Linked DNA regions of Mus musculus: all the other regions are linked to region 1. The links are chromatin contacts, called in public Hi-C and HiChIP or PLAC-seq maps. All regions are on one chromosome and are shown on one strand. The core of a region is the stretch at or near the end of the contact, and the rest is flanking DNA. Distances in the headings are between cores, read along the strand shown. Region 1 holds the start of Syde1 (synapse defective 1, Rho GTPase, homolog 1 (C. elegans)). Region 2 holds the start of 2810425M01Rik (RIKEN cDNA 2810425M01 gene). Region 3 holds the start of Tpgs1 (tubulin polyglutamylase complex subunit 1). Region 4 holds the start of Odf3l2 (outer dense fiber of sperm tails 3-like 2). Region 5 holds the start of C2cd4c (C2 calcium-dependent domain containing 4C).

Region 1 (3,356 bases), core at 387-2,886:
CACTTCACATAACCAATCGACAGCAAGGAAGCTCTTTGCTAGCCTGGAGCCACTGCCTCCTTTGGAACCAGCTGTTTTGTTTGGTCCTAGCAGCTAGCTAATACTTTTGCAGTCCTAGCTTCAAGGTCCCCTGCCCTAGCCCCTAGTAATGCAAAAGGGACTGTGAATCAGCCTCAAGAGTCCAGGTCAAATGTCCTTGGAACCTCAGGACATTTCGGCTCTGTCACCCCTCTCCCAGACATTCCATTAATCCTAGAATCTTACGCCTGCCCCTTCTCATTGAGTGGCCTTGAGCAAGGCATTTTTCCTGATGCTCCATGTCTTGTTTATGAGGAGATTCAGTATTATCATATTCTCTTCTCGACCCCCTTCCAGCTTGGAGCTCAGTGTGAGAAGCAACTTTAGACAATAGGATCTGTAGCCCTGCTCAAGGCCCTAGTAGCTGCTGCTGGGAAGGCAGGGCAGGGAACGCTGGTTTCTTTTTCATTCAGCACCCTTTTCCCATTTCCCAAATCCTGCCCACAAGTTCTCTTGGATCTTGCCCCTCAGCCCAAGCCAGATTTCTACAGTCAGTGCCCCGTTACCCCGCCCCCCTTATCTTGGCTCTACTTTCTCTGACATCATGGTCGATTTCCTGTGTGTGTTTATGTGTGGGCACCCGGATCCCTTCTCTGGCCCTGGGACCCTTGGGATGCCCTGGGAACGGCCCGGGAGGAAGAGTCAGGTCCTTGGTATAGTGGCCTCCCTCCTTTAACTGCTTCCTTCCGAAGCCCCCTACCCATACAGCTTTCGTTCCTTTCCATTTCATTCTTGCTGTCTGTGGACCCCCAGATTTAAGGATCTTCTATTTCCACCCTTTGGCCCTCTGTTTCAGGTCTCTGTCATCAGTAGCATAGTCCAGAGGATTGTTTAAAGTCAGTTCACAGGCCCGGGACAAATCACCCAACAACCACGTGCCTCAGTTTCTCTGTCTTAATAAACAGGACGGTTTCTTGGGGCTGGCCACAGTAGGTGCGGCTGCAGCCTCTGGAGCGATGGTGGCATGGAATTGGGGAAAAGACTGCAATAATAAATATAACCCCGCACGACCTCTCTTTAGTACAGGAGTGTGTACCCAGGAGAGGTGCCCACCACCCAGCCATGTCGATGCCACACAGCTGTCCTCACCTCCCGCCCCTGCCCCGCCACTCTCTGGGCGCCCCTTCGAGGCCCCATTTCCTGTCAGGGGTGAGGCCCCCCTGCGGGGCCTTGCAAGGATCCCTGGGGCTGGCATCTCAGGCCAGCTGCACATAACGGTCCGTGCCCCCCGCCCCAGCCCCCCAGCCTTACAAAGATCCGGTGCATATTCCTCTCTTGCATCAGGGCTCGCTCCCGGCTTACCCACTAGGTCCCGCTGCGTACCCTACCGGGGACCTGGGGATCTGAGGCTGAGTGGGGCTCCCTTCTCTTACTTTCCGAGAGTCCCCGCACTCACCGCGGTCCTTGGCTTCTGACTTTTTTCGAGGAAGTTTCTCACGACCCCGCAGGCGGGAGAAGGTCTTCCTGAGCAGCGGCTCGGCCATGCTTGGGCCGCGGCCGGCCGAGTGCGCGCCCCGGGGCTGCGGCCGCCCGCCCCGCCCGCCTACCCCCCCCCCCCCACCGGCCCGCTCCAGCAGGAAGCGCATTCCGGGAATGCTTGGCCTTAACTTTTTTTTTTTTTTTTTCTTTTCCTTTCCCGCGGCCCGAGCAGGCGATGCTGGGAGATGTAGTCGCCTGGGGCCGGGAGGGGACATGATGGGGTGCTGGGCTGATCTAACTCTTCAACTATGAATGTCATGGCATAGGCTGGGCCCCCCATAACCATCCTCCTTGTGTGATGGCATGCAGCACATTCTGTCGGCTCCCCCAAACCGCATCCAAGGCACACATCAGCTCATGTCTTTCCTCCTGTCCGTCCATCCATCCCCACATCACCCAGTACCTCGACCACGATCTTTCCTTGGGAACCCCAAATGCCCCCAACTCAAGTTACTATTGCTGCTTATTGACCCTCAAGCTTAGTGGTTTCAGACAGCCGGGATGCTCACTGTCAGGAACATGGACGCGATATAGACGATGCAGTCTGCTGATCTCTACTCAGTCGAGAACACAGCAAGGATAGGTGTATCTCGAAAGTAAGTGGTGAAATCGGAGGTTGTATTATTATTTTTTATTTAGTACTGAAATACCGGAGGCTGGACAACTTTCTAAAGTAGACTGAGTTCATGTTGATGTCCTAGCAGCACTCCTTAAGACAGGAAGAGAAAAAAAAATCTTAGGTTTGGGCTGATTCTTACAACTTAAGTTTACTTTTTATTATGAATATGTGTGTGCTTCTGTGTGTATGGCACATGGATCGGGGTGTGTGTGTGGGTGCCCAGAAACGGCTGGGAAACAAGCACTTTTAACTGCTAATTTGGTCTCACAGAACCGTCTTCTGAAGGCCAACTCCCGCCGATAGGCTCCTTTCACCATGACTAGCCTATTAACAGGGCCACATAGAGGACTAAACTTTCAACACATGAACTGTGGCACAACTAAAGTTCAGGTCTCTTAACTGGTGCCAGACACAGGCTGGACCTCCACTGGGATAGTGGACTAAGCACCTATGTGGACACCTCTGTGTCCTTGGCTTCCTCCCAGTTCAGTAGTTTTGTGGTAATTGGTGGGTATGCAGGCGTCTAAAAGTTAAGAGTGCAGATGAGTAGAAGGAAGACCTGCCCAGCTTTGCTTATCCAGGCACATGTGGGAGGAGAAACTGTGGTGCTGCAATAGTTTGAAAAGATCTAGTACATTCTAAGAGACTGGAACTTTTGCTAGACCTTACAGCCAGAGATAATACCACACCTGGAAGTCACCCACGACTGCTAGCCTCCTATGTACTCATTGAGTAAGAGAACAATGTAGCAATCAACTCTACTTGTTTTGGATTTCCCATGCAATCAACTTCTTACAACCTATAATGTAATGCATACCTGGACTCTTAGATTAGGTACTCTTCCCGGCCCCTCACTCAGATAATGCACACGAAAGCAACACTTGCAGAAGCAGAAGCAACTTTCTACCAAAAAAACGTCGAAAGTATCCATTTACAGAAATTAGTTGATAAACAGTGATGCTTGTTATCTGTGTCAATTAGAGACAGATGGAGCTAGCAATTTAATCCCTTGTAAAACTCTGTTAAAGACTTCTGTAAAGTATCCCATTATGTGCTGTTCAATCCATATAGAGTAAAACACTTCCCCCCCCCTCTCTCTCCCCCCCCCCACACACATACAGAGCTCATACCAAACAGGTGGACAGACAGGAACAGATACAGATGCAGGCATACATTTAGA
Region 2 (3,356 bases), core at 237-2,736, 1.1 Mb before region 1:
GTCCTGCAATCCCAACAGGAGAAGAGAGAGGACATCAAGTTGACTTTTGGTTTGAGAGTCACACATCGAGAAGATGCTAAGGCAAAAATCCTCTACTTCTCAGCCAGGGAGGCCCCGGAAGAGTATCTACGTCCTTGTTCCCAGATCAGGCCTGTTCCTTCCTGCCCCCATCAGACTTGGGACAATCAGAGAGTCTTGGGGAGTAGAGCCACACTAGCACAGGGCCTGAGCACAGCCTCCCTGCAAACACATGCAGATCCAAGAGTAGCTGTGAGATAAGGCATGACTGCTGCTTACAACTGTATGCATGGGCCCTCCCAGGAGTGAGCAGAGGGAATCCTCTAAGTACTGGTCCTTGGGCATCTCTGAGGAACAAAAATAGGAACACCAACCACATAACCTTCCAGTGAGGCAAAGACGCGGCTGACCAAAGGGGCATAAAAACAATCTCTGTCAACACAAGGCTTAAATTTGAGCCAAGTTACCAAATTAAAAGAAAAATGGGAAAAATAAGAATCAATGGCTGCACGAATCAATGACTGCACAGCACCTCCCGTGGGTGTGGGTGTGGGAGAAAACAGAAGCTCTCAGTTTGGCTACAACAACAAATAAAAGCTGGGCACAGTGGGCTACAGCCTGGGCACGAGAGTGACAAGCTGGGGGGGGGGGCTAGGGTGAAACCTTGTCTCAAAAGAATAAAGAAAGAATGAGATGAGGTAAAATAAAAATAAATAAGATCCCAAAGGCCAAAGCAACAAGCAAGCGCCAGGGACACAAGTGCATGCCATGCCTTTAACCCCAGCATGTGGGAGGCAGGGGCAGGTCAATCTCTTATGAGTTCGAGGCCAGCCTGGTCTACAGCGTGAGTTCCAGAATAGTCAGGGCTACATAGAGAGACCCTGTCTCAAACACACACCAGAGACTGAGACACAGAGATAGACAGAGGCAGACAGACAGCGCCCTGCGACATTTCCAGAGCGTAGTGGGATATTTTCCCCCAGAGATGGAAGCGCTTCTGGAGCCTCACACCCCAACCGAGAAGGCATGACGGCTAAAGGTGGGCCGGGTCAGGACCCTAACCAGAGTGGCAGGAACACACACAGAAGAGGCGACACCCAACCATCCAGGGCTCCTGATCTTTGGAGATCCGGCTCGGCAGAGACCTGGCCCGACCGGCGCCCCACACCTCACCTTCGCCCCCGCTCCGCCCGCCGGGGATTGTGGGAGCGCCGGCTCCACGGCGCGGGGCACAGGGCCCGGTGCAGAATCCCCGTCGGGTCTCACGGCCGCCCGGTGCACACGAGCCCGCAGCGCCCTCACTTTCCCCATCTTCCCTGGAGGTTTCCGCCTGTTAGCAACGCCGCCTCACTAGTGGAAGAGCCTCCCGGAAGTGCTCCCAGACAGCCGGAAATAGAGCCGCGGCTGCGTAGATCGGCGTTCGGCCGGTCCCCGGAAGTGCCTCCCGTAGCGCGTGCGCAGTTGCGGTGCTTACGTCGCGCGCTCCCGCTAGCGCGTTAGACGTGTGGCGATGTGGCTGCAGCCAAGAGCCAGGGAAGTAAAACTATTGAAGCCTCGGGTGCACGTTACGCCATGTTTCTATCGCGCGCGTCTGGGGTAGAATAGGGAGAAAGGTTCACGTCGGTTTTACTCATGCGGGTCTCTATGTGTGCAGCTTGGCGTTTCGTCCTTAAAACAGGTCCTGGAGTTGGGGACTTTGCAATTCCACTTAAATGGGTACCAGATGGACCGAACGGCCTCCGTCTTCCTGCACAGTCGGCTCCGTGTCCAACAGCCCCTGTGCACCCAGTGCAGTATTGCTTAAGGAAAGCAAGGACGAAGGGTAATTCCAGCTCTTCACCCAAATGACACCTGTAAAATACAATACAAAACCAAAGTGGGCTATAGTTGGAGCCACAAAAGAAAGTTGGGCCCAGGCACAGCCAGGGTAGAGGCCTTCTGCCTTCTTCCCTTCTAGGGTAGAGAGCATCCTGGATGCCGGGACGTCTCTGCTAGGGATCCACAGTGAGATGGGATTTGTGGGGAGAAGGTGAGCCCAAAGCGGAGTCCGGTGCCCCACAGTGGCTGAAGTAGCAGAGCATGCCAGGGAGCAGAGCCAATAAGCATCTTTCCGATGCGGTTTCTCATCAGGGGATGCCTCCAGGTTCCTGCTCCTTCCCTGACGATGAGATCCAACCTGTAAGATGTAAAGAACACCTTCCTCCCCACGCTGCCTTTGATAAGTGTTTTTATCACAGCAACAGAAAGCAATCTAGAACAGTGAGTGAGTGGCTGCAGGCCAAGCAGTGCACTAGATGTGAAGCTGAGACAAACTAGATTGAATCAGGCGACTTGAAGAGACGTTTGAGCCAGAACAGCTGAATTGAATCAGCCAGTAAGAGTTCAGAAAGAGCTAGAAAAGGAGATCGTAGTCAGCAGTAAGCCTCCGAGACAACAAGGACATCAAGCGAATAAAAGTTACTTTCGCAAGCTTGTTTTGAGATGACCTGGGAATAAAGTCCATTGAACTCTTCACAACCTGGTTCATCTCCCCAGAAGATCTGGCAGCCAGAGCCACCCTGAAAGCTAGCCTGGCTTTTACCTAGGACAGATCCCCACCCCACCCCCCCACCCCCTAAATGTTTTCTCCTTCTCAACCCTCAGCAGTGTTCCTGTGCTCTGGGCTGTCCGATGGACCCCAGGTTCCCCCATGGAGGATGAGTTGCTTAAGGCCAGTTCCAGGGCACCCCAAGGAACTCACAAGTCGACGACAACAAAGTTAATTTTTTAGAATCCTCAACTCTTCTTCCTGCCGCCTGAGGGCGCGCGTGTCCCGTGCTTCCCTGGCTCCTGGCAAACTAGTTTTGCAGTTAGAGAGGACTGTACAGCTAGTTTTGCAGTTAGAGAGAGGACTGTACAGGTGTCTCTGGCTAATTCCCCCCCCCCCTCGGGCTCTAGACCGCGACCCTGCTCCAAGTCAACTAGAGTGTAGGTGTGACCGCAGGCTGGTCCACTGATACAGCTACTGGGAGGCGGGATGGGGGTTTGGGGTGAGGGGAGGCGGACAATGTATCATCGCGCCCAGCCCTGGAAACTCAGCTGCCAGACCCCGCAGGCATCAGCAGGGTCCAGATCACCTCTCAGTTCGTCCCCAGCCCCAGCGACTGATCCAAGACAGTTCTGCCTGGCTTTTCTCGGGGAGGAGGGCTCCCTTGATCCTCCCAGGGAGGTGGCCAAGTTTGCTGGGTCCACCTTTCTTTGGGTGACCTAGCCAAGGCCTGAGCTTTTTCAAGCCTAGTTTCCCTGTTTCTACAGTGGGGGTTAGAATGAGCTGCTTGAGGACTAAGAGAAAAGTGAGA
Region 3 (3,356 bases), core at 528-3,027, 1.1 Mb after region 1:
CAAGTGTACCTGCATTTGTGGCATACACACAGATACACACACACACACACACACACAAAATAAACATTAAAAAAATAAACCTTAAGCCAGGTGGTGGTGGTGACACATACCTTTAATCTCAGAGGCAGGTGTATCTCTAAGTTCAAGGACATCCTGGTCTACAGAGCAAGTTCCAGGACAGACAGCCAGGATTACATAGAAGACTCTTGTCTCAAAAAATCAAAACAAAACAGACAAAAAACAAAACAAAACAAAACAAAACAAAACAAAACAGAACTAAGCTGGGCACGATGGCACACAAGCTATGATCTAAGTACTTGAGCTGTAGAAGAAGAAGGGTCAATGTCAGCCTAAGCTACAGAGTGAGACCGTAATTTAGAAACAAAAGCTTCCCTTTAAGTAGATTCATTCTTCCATGCTGTCTTTGAGTATGTCTGGTTGGGTGGCTGTTTTCTACCCAAGTAGAGGCTGGCTAGTTAAGTCCACTTTTAAACTGTAAGGGCCTATGTATGTTCCCTCTGTGGAGCCCACAGGCACTGGGACTGATGGCAGCCTTTCTCTTCCTACTCTTTCAGCCTCCACCGTCGTCCTATGGATTGGCAGCTTGGTGCTGGGGCTGCTTGCACTGGTCTTCCTTGCCTACCGCCTGTGGAAATGCTACCGGCCAGGTCCTCGCCCAGACACTAGCTCATGTACACACCTATGAAGCTCCATTATGCCAGACTAAAGGAGGCAGAGAGTGACCAGCTGCAGGATTTGGGGCATCAAGATGATAGTGTGGCCTCTTTCCTTGGTGGTCAGCACATCTATAAGTTTCTCCTGACTTCTGGGCTTTTCTGCCTGCTGGCCCAGAGCTAAATAAAAGCCCCGTATCTAGCCACTGGCATATTCTTTCGTACTGTGAATAGGAAGGCTTTGTACATCACCTATCCCTACAGCCAGAGTCCCTGGAGACAGTCACACATCCCAGTTTTCTTTGGTAGGTCGAGCAACAGGATACTAGGCTGGGAAATGCCTGCATTTAACAAGAGTAACTAAGGAGATATCCAGTGGCTTAGAAAAAGTACTTGGGGGGTAACCTGGGAAAACACGAAGAGCGGTATGGATGCCAGACAAGGGAATAAAAAGTATGTCAGTAGATAAAGAGCCAAAGATAACACAGAAAAGGGACATGCGAGGATACTAGAAAGCCACAGCAGTTCAGAATTGCAAAGAGAGCACCCCCCTCTGGTGGTCAGAAATGGTAACAGTCTGGGAAAGGAAGGAATCTGGTGACAACTCCGCTCAGGCACCTTAACGCTCGGAAGGAGACTAAGTGAGGCCAAAAACCCGGGAGAGCCCAGGCCGAGTCTGGGAGCAAACGCAGAAAACGGTTTGAACTCCGCTTTCAGCCCTAGATTCCTGGTGAGCTTTGCGGGGTTTATCTGGTACCCAGGGTGCCTGGTTGCTAGGAGACCATGCTTAGGAAGACTTGCCCACTACCAAGATGGCAAGGTATCGCGCTTCAAGCCAGAAACCAAGCCCTTCCTGGGGGACCATTTTGAAGTCTGGCAAGCTCACAATTCCAGACCGAAGCTAGAAGATGCAGTCATGGAGTAGCAGGAAAACGCACACAGAGAAAGCCAGGGGCACAGGGGGAAAAGGTCGCTTGCGCTTGTTACTATCGAGATTCTCAGAGAGGGGGGCCGCTGCCTCTGCCCTTAACAAAAATGGTCGTCGAGGGAAGGCGCCTCATCGCGCCGTGAATTATGGCGGCGCTTCCGGTCCCGCTGCCCCCAACAAAGATGGCGGCAGTGGAGAAACGGCGGCCGGCAGTAGCACCAGCGGCCAATTTCCCGGACAGTGGCCGGACGTCGGTGTCTCAGGCGGCGGCGGCCGCTGAGAGCGAGGAGGACTTCCTACGGCAGCTCGGCGTGACGGAGATGCTGCGCGCAGCCCTCCTAAAGGTGCTGGAGATCCGGCCCGAGGAGCCCATCGCCTTCTTGGCGCACTACTTCGAGAACATGGGTCTACGCTCGCCGACCAACGGAGGCGCCGGGGAGCCCCCGGGCCAGCTCCTCCTGCAGCAACAGCGCCTGGGCCGCGCGCTGTGGCACCTTCGCCTGGCTCACCACTCGCAGAGGTGCGGACCGATGGCGGACGGGGGTACCAGAACTACAATTCCCGACAGGCCCCGCGCGGGAGCAACTCGCCGCCGGCGCGGGGCGTTTCCGGGAGTAGTGGTCTTTCCTCTTTTCCCGGGTCTGGTCGGCTTGAGGCAGGTTTAAGGTTCTCGGCACGCCTCGCATCGATTTCGCCTGCAGTGTGCGCGGGGTGTACTGGATATTGTGGTCCGGGTAGGAAGTGCTGGGGGTTGTAATCCATCGTCCATCTATTGCATGAGCTTCCAGGTGATTACGGCCTGGAGGAGGTTGCTTTTGAACCCGAGTCCATTTTGCCCTCGCAGCCAAGGGTTTTGGGAGGTCAAGAAGCCCAGCAAGGTAGTATAAATAGTGTGGTGCTTGTCCAGGAGATGGACAGCCTGTGTACTCAGGCCCCAGGCCCCAGACAGAAGTTCCTTAGATGCACACGCAGAGCACAGGCTGGTCTAGAGCCTGACGTGAACCCTGCAGGGAGCTCCGCAGTGGGAGTAGTTCCAGTGTAGGTGACGACTAAGGACGCTTTTTCATTGCATAGTGGATGAGGGAAGCTGATCAGTAGGGCATCATCAGCCAGGGGGTGACCAAATGCCTGAGGGTCTCAGCATGGGAGTGGCTTTCCAAAGGGTGCTTGGAGGAAGACTCAGGGAGGAGAGCAGGGGAGGGGGCCGCAAGGAGGAAGACGTTGGGCAACAGTAGCTCAGGCCTTCCCTAGGGAAGTGAAAGTCCAGAGATCATACATTTCCAGCTGAGCAGACCAGACATCTCTGCACCAGAGGGAAGGGGCTCAGTATCCAAGATGGTAGCCAAGAAGGGAAGGGTGGAGCATGGCGGGCCCATGTGGCTAGAGGGGAGGGGTACAGGCACAAAGGGAGAAAACCAGCGAGAATGTAGACGGACAGTCTTCAGCTAGGACAGCATTGGGGTATGTGAGTGGGAGACTGAAGGTATCAGCAGAGAATACGCACACAAGACCACACCGTGAGGTGCCCAGGGGAGGAACAAACTGCTTACTGGGGGCATCCGGAATTCTCCCAGGGATGAAGAGCAATGAACCTAGGGATTTAAAATAGAAGTGTTTTCTGTGAGTTGAAGTCAGCCTCACCTGAGGATCTGGGGCAAGCTTTGTGATCATGTCACCAGGTCTCTGTGTCCTTCACTACCTGGTTTCTGTGCCAGTCACTGGATCCTTACCTGCCATCCTCTGGCAAGGCCTCA
Region 4 (3,356 bases), core at 319-2,818, 1.1 Mb after region 1:
AGGGGGAGGCCCCAGGGCATGCTCACCAGCTCCTCTGCCTGCCACTAAAGACCGCCCCATGCTCAGGATAACAAATGTGTTTGTACATTTTATCTGATACGTTCTGGACACCAAGCAGGACTATGGCTTTCTTCTTCTTCTAAATCAAGCCCAAAGCTTTACACACTGTAGGCAAGTGTTCTACCCATCCTGCACCCTAGCCACCCAATACTGGTTGACACATCAGGTATCTGACCAGATGTTGTGGTCCCAGAACTGGGTGTGTTATGTGGGTGGGGTGGGTGGCGGCAGGAAGATCAGGAGTTCAAAGTCAGCCTGAACTGCATGAGAAGGCTTTCCAGATGTGGCCCCGCCTGCCCTGTCTGGCTCACCTCACTCTGAGGCTTACTTAAGAGAGACTCTGGAGGCTTGGGGAGGTACCCTGTACCCCTTAGCTGGTCTTACCTTCACTGGGCCTCCGAGCGAGGGAGTAGGCAGGACTGGCTGCCTTGGTACAATCGTGATTGACATAGCCAACGGTGGACGGAAGAACATACAAGCCAGGTCCGGAGCCTGAGACCCAAAGACCAGATCAGGGGTAGTGCTTGAAACCCAGAGGGGCTAGGTAGAGTCCCACCCTGCACCCTAACCACCTCTATGTCTGAGTAGAGAAAATGTCCAGAAGGACTCGGTGACACCCGAATTGTGAGCTAATCATGAATCATTGCGAGTGTGGAGACTTGGAAAACAGAGGCCCTGGAAGATAGGCTAACACAGAATAGAAAGAGGCTGGGAGCAAGAACCATCCCTGGTGGGGAAACTGAGACTAGGAACAGAGAAGCTACCATGAGTGGAAAACAAGCCAGAGCAGAGAGACCATCGCAAGAGAGGAAACCAGGGCCAGAGTGTAGAGACCACTGCAGCTAGAGAAACTGAGGCCAGAGTCATAGACACCATCAAGAGAGGGAAACTGAAGTCAGAGTAGAGAGATCACGGGTTGTGTGGGTGAACAGGGAAAGTGAGCCCAGGACAGAGAGATTGTTCTAGAGGGGAAACTGAGGCCAGTCACAGAGAAACACCACCTCAGAGATGGGGAGATGGAACATGGTATAGATCTGTCCCCACTGTCCATTGTAGGATGGGAAACTGAGGCTGCAGCCTGCAGCCTGTACAAATGCCACCCCTCGACACCCAGCCTCAGCCCCTTCACACACTCCATGGCTCTGCAGTCCCCCACATGCACCATTCCTCTAACTCCCTCCCTCAGGTTCTGCTACACTGTGTTCATCCTGTCCCCCTAGAGGGCCAGCAGATCCCACAGGGGACATATGGGCCTGCCTACAGATAATGCCTCTACTAAATAGCCCAGGAGCCCCAGTAGGGAGACAGAAGGAGCCCTCCCCAAGGCCAGCACAAACCATTCTCCAAGGTGGCAATTCCACAGGATTTTCTCAGCCCGGTCTCCGGAATGTGTCCATCAGCCACCCGCCGGGCCAGGGGTACTGTGGTCAGCCTAGCCTCTGGGTCGCAGCTGAGGGTCCCCATGGTGAACAGGACCTCGTGTGGGTTCCTGTGTCCTGCTACTCTGGTGCCACAAGCCAGGCACTGTCCCCAATCCTCACAGCTCAGCTGGTGTTGGCAGAAGCCTGGCCTCACCACACCCTCCCCACCACACAGACGGCCCCTTGTCCCCTAAGCAAGGATCTCAGGGCCTGGCCAGAGCCAAGCTGGTCGGCCGGACGCTGGCCTGGAAGTGGAGCTGAGATCAAGTGTCAGCCAGGTGGCTGGATGGTCCAGGAAAGACTCCAGTATCAGCCGAACAGGTCCCCAGGGAGTCGGCTGAGCTGGGCCACGGGGCCAGAGCAGGCCCTAGGGATCCAGGACTGCAAACAGGACACCTGAAGGAACATGGATGAGGGGAGCAAAGCCTCATTTCCACAGAGCCCAGGGTTGTGGACGGCATGTCCCCAACTCAGTCGGGTGCTCATTGGCACCAGCTTTCCTTCATCAGCAAACATGTACTGAGCACCTGATACATCCCAGATTCTGTTCAGAGTGGCGTGAATAGAACAGGAACAGACTGGTAAAGGGCGGGTGTTCTTGGGGTGGGGAAAGAAGCTAAACAATAAATTTAATAGATTGTTCTGGTATGAACCAGCCTGAAAAAGATGACCATGTCAGGGTAAGAGACCAGCTCTGCAAAGGCCCTGAGGCAGGGCTGAGGACAGAGCAGGCCAGGAAAATCCTGTTTTCACCTTTGCCAAAGGCTACCACCGTGTCCCCACTAGAGAGCTCTGGGAAGAGTGGCAGAATGAAACTCAGATATTTCTTCCAGTTTGTTTTTTAATGTAGTGACTCGGGGGGTAGGGGGGAGGGTTGGTGTTTTGTGCTCTGTTTTGTTTGAGACAAGGACTCACAATGTAGCCCAGGTTGATGTTGGACTCCTGGTCCTCCTGCCTCTGCCTTCCCTGTGCTATGACTGCATTCAGGAGGTGACTAAGAGCTCCCTCCTTTGGTCACAGACAACGGATGCTGACATGATTAAGATTCTCAGAGTCCCTCGGAAACATACCAAAAGGCCTGAGCCCTGGGCACTCCAACAAATTTCACATCAGCCATTTTGGATTCTAGCCCCTGACTCCTGTGGATCCCTAAAGCTGGGATCCAGGAGTCTCAGAGGGTCCCACAAGCCCAACATGCATGTCCTTGTCCTCTTGACTTACCCTATTCAGCTCCACCCTGGTCACATGGGATTAAATGGCTGGTCCTGACACACACACACACACACACACACACACACACACAACATCCGACCCTTCAACTCCAGATCCTCCCACTGTTAAGGATTCCTTAGTCACTCAACCAGCTGGAGTGGCTCACAGCTCACTCCTCAGTTACCTGGACCCTCAGCCCACCAGCTCCCATCATGCAATACTCTGCTCTAGACCACATCAGTCTGGGCAGCAAGGAGTAAAGACCTGTGTCCTGTACTATGACAGAAACCTAGGCAAATATACTGGTGTCTTTCTACAATGTCAGAAGTTACCAAATAGCAATGAATTCACAAAGTCCAATATGTCAGTGACAGCAATTTGTGGCACAATCCGCCAACCTCAGAAGCCTGACATTGTCTTTCACATCACACAGCACACCAAGAATGCACCTATATGACTGTATGCACTATAGAGGATCTACAGAACAGATACAAGTTAAAGAGGCTGTCACACCATTCAAGGGGTTTGGGGAGCTGAGAAAGAGTCTGCATTGGGAAGATAATGAACCAGAAAGGGACAGTTTGGGGCTGATGGGGTCAGGGTTAGAAGGTGAAGTTGCTGCCTTCTGCCACAAGGTGAAAGACCAATGAAGTGGAAACTTTT
Region 5 (3,356 bases), core at 507-3,006, 1.0 Mb after region 1:
GGGCACCAGGCACAGCCCCACGCAGCAATTGATGCTCCGGGCATCACAGGGCCGGTCATACAGGCCCTCGGCCGCCAGCAGGCGCACACGCAGGCGGGCCTGAGCAGCCTCGTACTCGGCCAGCAGCCTCACGCTGCCCCTGGTGCCCATCTTCACTGTGTGCTCTCCACGTGGTGCCTGGCCAGACTCCGGGCCTGGCTCCGGGGTAGCCCTGCGGGACAAGCGGCGACGGACACCTGGGCTGGTGTCTGGTGTGCTATCATCCGCAGACAGGGAGCCATGGCGACCTACCGACTGTTTCAGCTGGCTCACTTTGGCCTGGCTGTCCTGGGCGAAGCCCTTGAGCAGCGATACAGAGCGAGACAGCAGAGGGGACCCGAAGGGGGACGACTCAGCAGAGGACCCTGTGTCACTTTCCCCGCCACTGAAGTAGCGGCTAGGGCTCATCAGGGCCCCCCCAACCTCCCGGGATCCCCCATCACCTCCATTGCCCTTGGCCCCTGCTCGCCGGCGGCCAGCACCAGGGGATCCGACCTGGGCCAGGGCCCCGTGCTCACTGTGGAAAAGGGACTCCTTGCGCCTGGTGTGGGGGCTCTCGGCCAGTGTGGCAAAGCCATAGGATGTCTGAGCCTTGGGCACAGAGGGCAATGACATGGCACCCTGCGCCTGGGGGTCAGCGTTGGTGGCTTCCTCGGCTGTCCAGTCCTCCGCACTCTCTATCTGAATCACATGTCGTGTGGCTGCCTTCAGCAGGCTCCTGCTCTCTGAGGCCAACTTGGCCGGCAGCCGGGGACTGCGAGGTGCTCGACGGGGCCCAGGTGAAGCCAGGTTTTGCTCTGAGGTGGAGGGGCCCAGGTCCGCCTGTCCCTCAGCCTCTGTGGGGCCAGAGGGCAGCTTGGGCGGGATGAAGAAGTCGGGGATCTTGTCCGGAGTCAGCACGTTGCTATACAAGGGACCCTTGGAAGACTTGTCCCCAGCCTCACCGCGGCTGGCTCCGTTCTCCCCAGACCCCCGAAGTCGTTCCAAGAACCACATGTTGGTTTTTCTCATGAGGGCGACAGGCAAGAGACCAGGAGTCTGAGGAAAGAAATAGGAGTCAGAAGTGACACTTGTGCTCAAATGTCACCTGTCAGGGCTGTCAAAGGGTCGGACTTGTGTTAAGGGGTCACCTTAGGGTTATCAAGAAGTTGGCATTTATGCCCAGCTGTCAACTGACTGTCAGGGATGTCAGGGGGTGGTACTGTACATGGGAGTCATCCGCCAGGGCCCCATGGGCTTGACACCTGGTTCAGGGGTCACCACCTGTTAGGGTTGAAGCCAGCGTAGTGTAGGATCACGCTGAGCACTTGGGGCGCCCTGAGCAGGGTCAGTCTCCCACGCGAGCTGGGCCCGGCCTGTATCCTGCGCACCCACCCACCACCACCTCAGGGGATCGGGGTCCCCCCAGGGAACCACAGGCCTGAGCATCCCGGCCCCGCCCCCAGCTGCCACCCACCTGTGGCTTCACTCAGCTGCTGCGCTGTGCGTTGGGGGAGGCGGCGACAGCCCTGGGCCCGGTGCAGCGAACTGACCGCGCCCCCGACTCCCTGTGCGCCGGGTATGGGTAGCGCGGAGCGCGCTGGGCTCACCTGCCCCACGGGCTGCGGCGACTCCGGAACGCGGAGCTAGGCTACAGCCCGGCGCAGCTGCGAGCGAGGCGGTAGCGCAGTGGCCAGCTCTCCTCTCGGCGCGGGAAACCGCCCACCAAGCCGTATTCCTCCGATTGCGGCCGCGCGCCCGCGTCCTCGCAATCCGCGAGGGGCGGGGCCTCCCGAACTGGCGGGGAATCGGGGGCAGGGCTCCTAATATAAATAGGGCGGGTCTGCATGCGGAGCTGGGCCTAGGAGACAGTCTCCTGGTTCAAGCTGAGGAGGGGGGAGGCGGAGCTACTGGTAAATAGGGTGGAGCCTGAAGAAGGGGCGGAGCTGGCAGGAGTGTCTGGACTACATTGTTCCAGCCAGGGGCAGGGTTGGTAGCACTGAACCACCTGCCTGGTACAGGGTGGATGGGGCATTGCCTCCTGGTACAGAGAAAGAGTTCTGTGAGGGGTGAGGGGTGATACCAACTTGTATAGCCTGTGGTCCTGGGCAAGACCCAGACTACTGATCTAAGCCTCCTGATGCTAGACTGAATGGAATACATAGAGTCTGGAAGGGGAGCTGAGGGGCGGGGCTTGTGTCACTGAATCCAGCTGAGTCTAGCTGTACCACTTCTAGTCCCAGCCTCTCCTCTCAGCTCTGGGGAACACAACAGATCCCTTCACTAGCCAGCTGGTCTTCAACCAATAATAATAACTCTAATGATTGGAATTGGGAACTGAGTCCCAATCAGCCTCTACATGACCTTCTCCATCTCTGGTTCCCATGGCCACCCAGCAGGGAGTCAGTCATCCTCAGCGTTTGTAGATGAGGTGACAATTTCACTCTAGGAGAACAACCCACCCAGAGAAAGGCCTGGTCACTGTTGGCTGGGTTTCCACAGCTCAGCATCAGGTACTTGGTGTAATACACCTTCCATGGGCCTACATTTATCTGGTACCCATCTATGGCCAAATGACCCAGATGCTGGGAACAGTCTGATGGCTATCCTAGTGACCAATGAAACAGGTAGCCATGGAACAACACACCGGCGAATGACAATATAGGTGTGTGGCTCTCCATGACAAAGCTATAACAGTCCTGGAGTGGTGACACACACCTTTAATTCCAGCATTTGGAGGGGGAGGGGAGCAGAGGCAGGCAGATCTCTATGTGAGTCTAGCCAGGTCTACATAGCAAGTTCCAGGACAGCCAAGGTTACATAGTGAGACTGTCTCAAACCAAACAAAAACAAAACAAACAAAAATCTTGTAACAGGAAATCTAGAGGGCAATGGAAGAAACTGCCATCCATCAGCCATGGCAAAAGAGACCTAGCAGGGTAAGGCCAGGCTCAACCTAAGGTTAGCTACAGGATCACAGCCCCCAGGAACCAGGTGCCTTGGGCTTGCTCTACTGGCGCTTCAATCCTGTGGCTGACCATACTTCCCTCTGTGTGATGGCAGGTAAGTCTCCCAACCTCTGAGCCTCTATAGGTGAGCAAGCATCTTAGCCAAGGGTGTCCTGACTCACCCCAGAGCCTGGCTCCCATAACTCAAGCAGCAAAGGACCCCAAAGGCTGGCTCCCATACCTGAGCACAACTGCTGGCTCCTGCACTGATGTACCTGGAAGCTTAGAAATGAAGGCCCTCTGGCAGTGGTGGCGCACACCTTTAATCCCAGCACTTGGGAGGCAGAGGCAGGCAGATTTCTGAGTTCGAGGCCAGCCTGGTCTACAGAG

What was found. A called contact is a pair of places that touch in the nucleus more often than the background predicts. HiChIP or PLAC-seq counts read pairs in DNA pulled down with a chosen protein or histone mark.
Region 2: a Hi-C map of CD8 T cells shows a contact between it and region 1, with 5 times the contacts expected there. The contact joins the promoter of 2810425M01Rik here to the promoter of Syde1 in region 1. A contact is called at or near these places in 1 of 484 Hi-C or Micro-C datasets (CD8 T cells) and 1 of 115 datasets of contacts at active chromatin or transcription factors (double positive thymocytes).
Region 3: an H3K4me3 HiChIP or PLAC-seq map of stem cell-derived neural progenitor cells shows a contact between it and region 1, with 5 times the contacts expected there. The contact joins the promoter of Tpgs1 here to the promoter of Syde1 in region 1. A contact is called at or near these places in 13 of 39 promoter capture datasets (the 3T3-L1 cell line, 3T3-L1-derived adipocytes, the C10 cell line and 8 more), 7 of 115 datasets of contacts at active chromatin or transcription factors (the 230-238 cell line, embryonic stem cells, extraembryonic endoderm stem cells and 3 more) and 1 of 9 other capture datasets (embryonic stem cells).
Region 4: a contact with region 1 is called in an H3K4me3 HiChIP or PLAC-seq map of embryonic limb bud, with 6 times the contacts expected there. The contact joins the promoter of Odf3l2 here to the promoter of Syde1 in region 1. A contact is called at or near these places in 7 of 39 promoter capture datasets (the C10 cell line, cranial neural crest, embryonic stem cells and 3 more), 1 of 484 Hi-C or Micro-C datasets (embryonic stem cells), 8 of 115 datasets of contacts at active chromatin or transcription factors (embryonic limb bud, embryonic stem cells, extraembryonic endoderm stem cells and 3 more) and 1 of 9 other capture datasets (embryonic stem cells).
Region 5: a contact with region 1 is called in an H3K4me3 HiChIP or PLAC-seq map of pro-B cells, with 7 times the contacts expected there. The contact joins the promoter of C2cd4c here to the promoter of Syde1 in region 1. A contact is called at or near these places in 3 of 39 promoter capture datasets (embryonic stem cells, hippocampal neurons and liver), 6 of 115 datasets of contacts at active chromatin or transcription factors (the NIH/3T3 cell line, astrocytes, embryonic stem cells and 3 more) and 1 of 9 other capture datasets (embryonic stem cells).

The regions. Positions count from the first base shown.
Region 1 is chr10:78,590,328-78,593,683 of GRCm38.p6, forward strand. Syde1 (synapse defective 1, Rho GTPase, homolog 1 (C. elegans)) reads right to left here and starts at 1,637. Exons shown (of 8, transcript NM_027875.1): 1 at 1,475-1,637. The coding sequence starts at 1,562. It overlaps Gm30346 (a long non-coding RNA gene), which reads left to right and starts at 1,714. Exons shown (of 3, transcript XR_380602.2): 1 at 1,714-2,153.
Region 2 is chr10:77,514,412-77,517,767 of GRCm38.p6, forward strand. 2810425M01Rik (RIKEN cDNA 2810425M01 gene) reads left to right here and starts at 1,487. Exons shown (of 1, transcript NR_163865.1): 1 at 1,487-2,530. It overlaps Fam207a (family with sequence similarity 207, member A), which reads right to left and starts at 1,402. Exons shown (of 6, transcript NM_133998.3): 1 at 1,192-1,402; 2 at 1-3. The coding sequence starts at 1,329.
Region 3 is chr10:79,667,662-79,671,017 of GRCm38.p6, forward strand. Tpgs1 (tubulin polyglutamylase complex subunit 1) reads left to right here and starts at 1,778. Exons shown (of 2, transcript NM_148934.3): 1 at 1,778-2,122. The coding sequence starts at 1,785. Madcam1 (mucosal vascular addressin cell adhesion molecule 1) reads left to right here. Exons shown (of 5, transcript NM_013591.3): 5 at 576-881. The coding sequence ends at 706.
Region 4 is chr10:79,644,170-79,647,525 of GRCm38.p6, forward strand. Odf3l2 (outer dense fiber of sperm tails 3-like 2) reads right to left here and starts at 1,569. Exons shown (of 4, transcript NM_001033473.2): 1 at 1,398-1,569; 2 at 445-552. The coding sequence starts at 1,524.
Region 5 is chr10:79,612,262-79,615,617 of GRCm38.p6, forward strand. C2cd4c (C2 calcium-dependent domain containing 4C) reads right to left here and starts at 1,757. Exons shown (of 2, transcript NM_198614.3): 1 at 1,496-1,757; 2 at 1-1,077. The coding sequence starts at 1,050.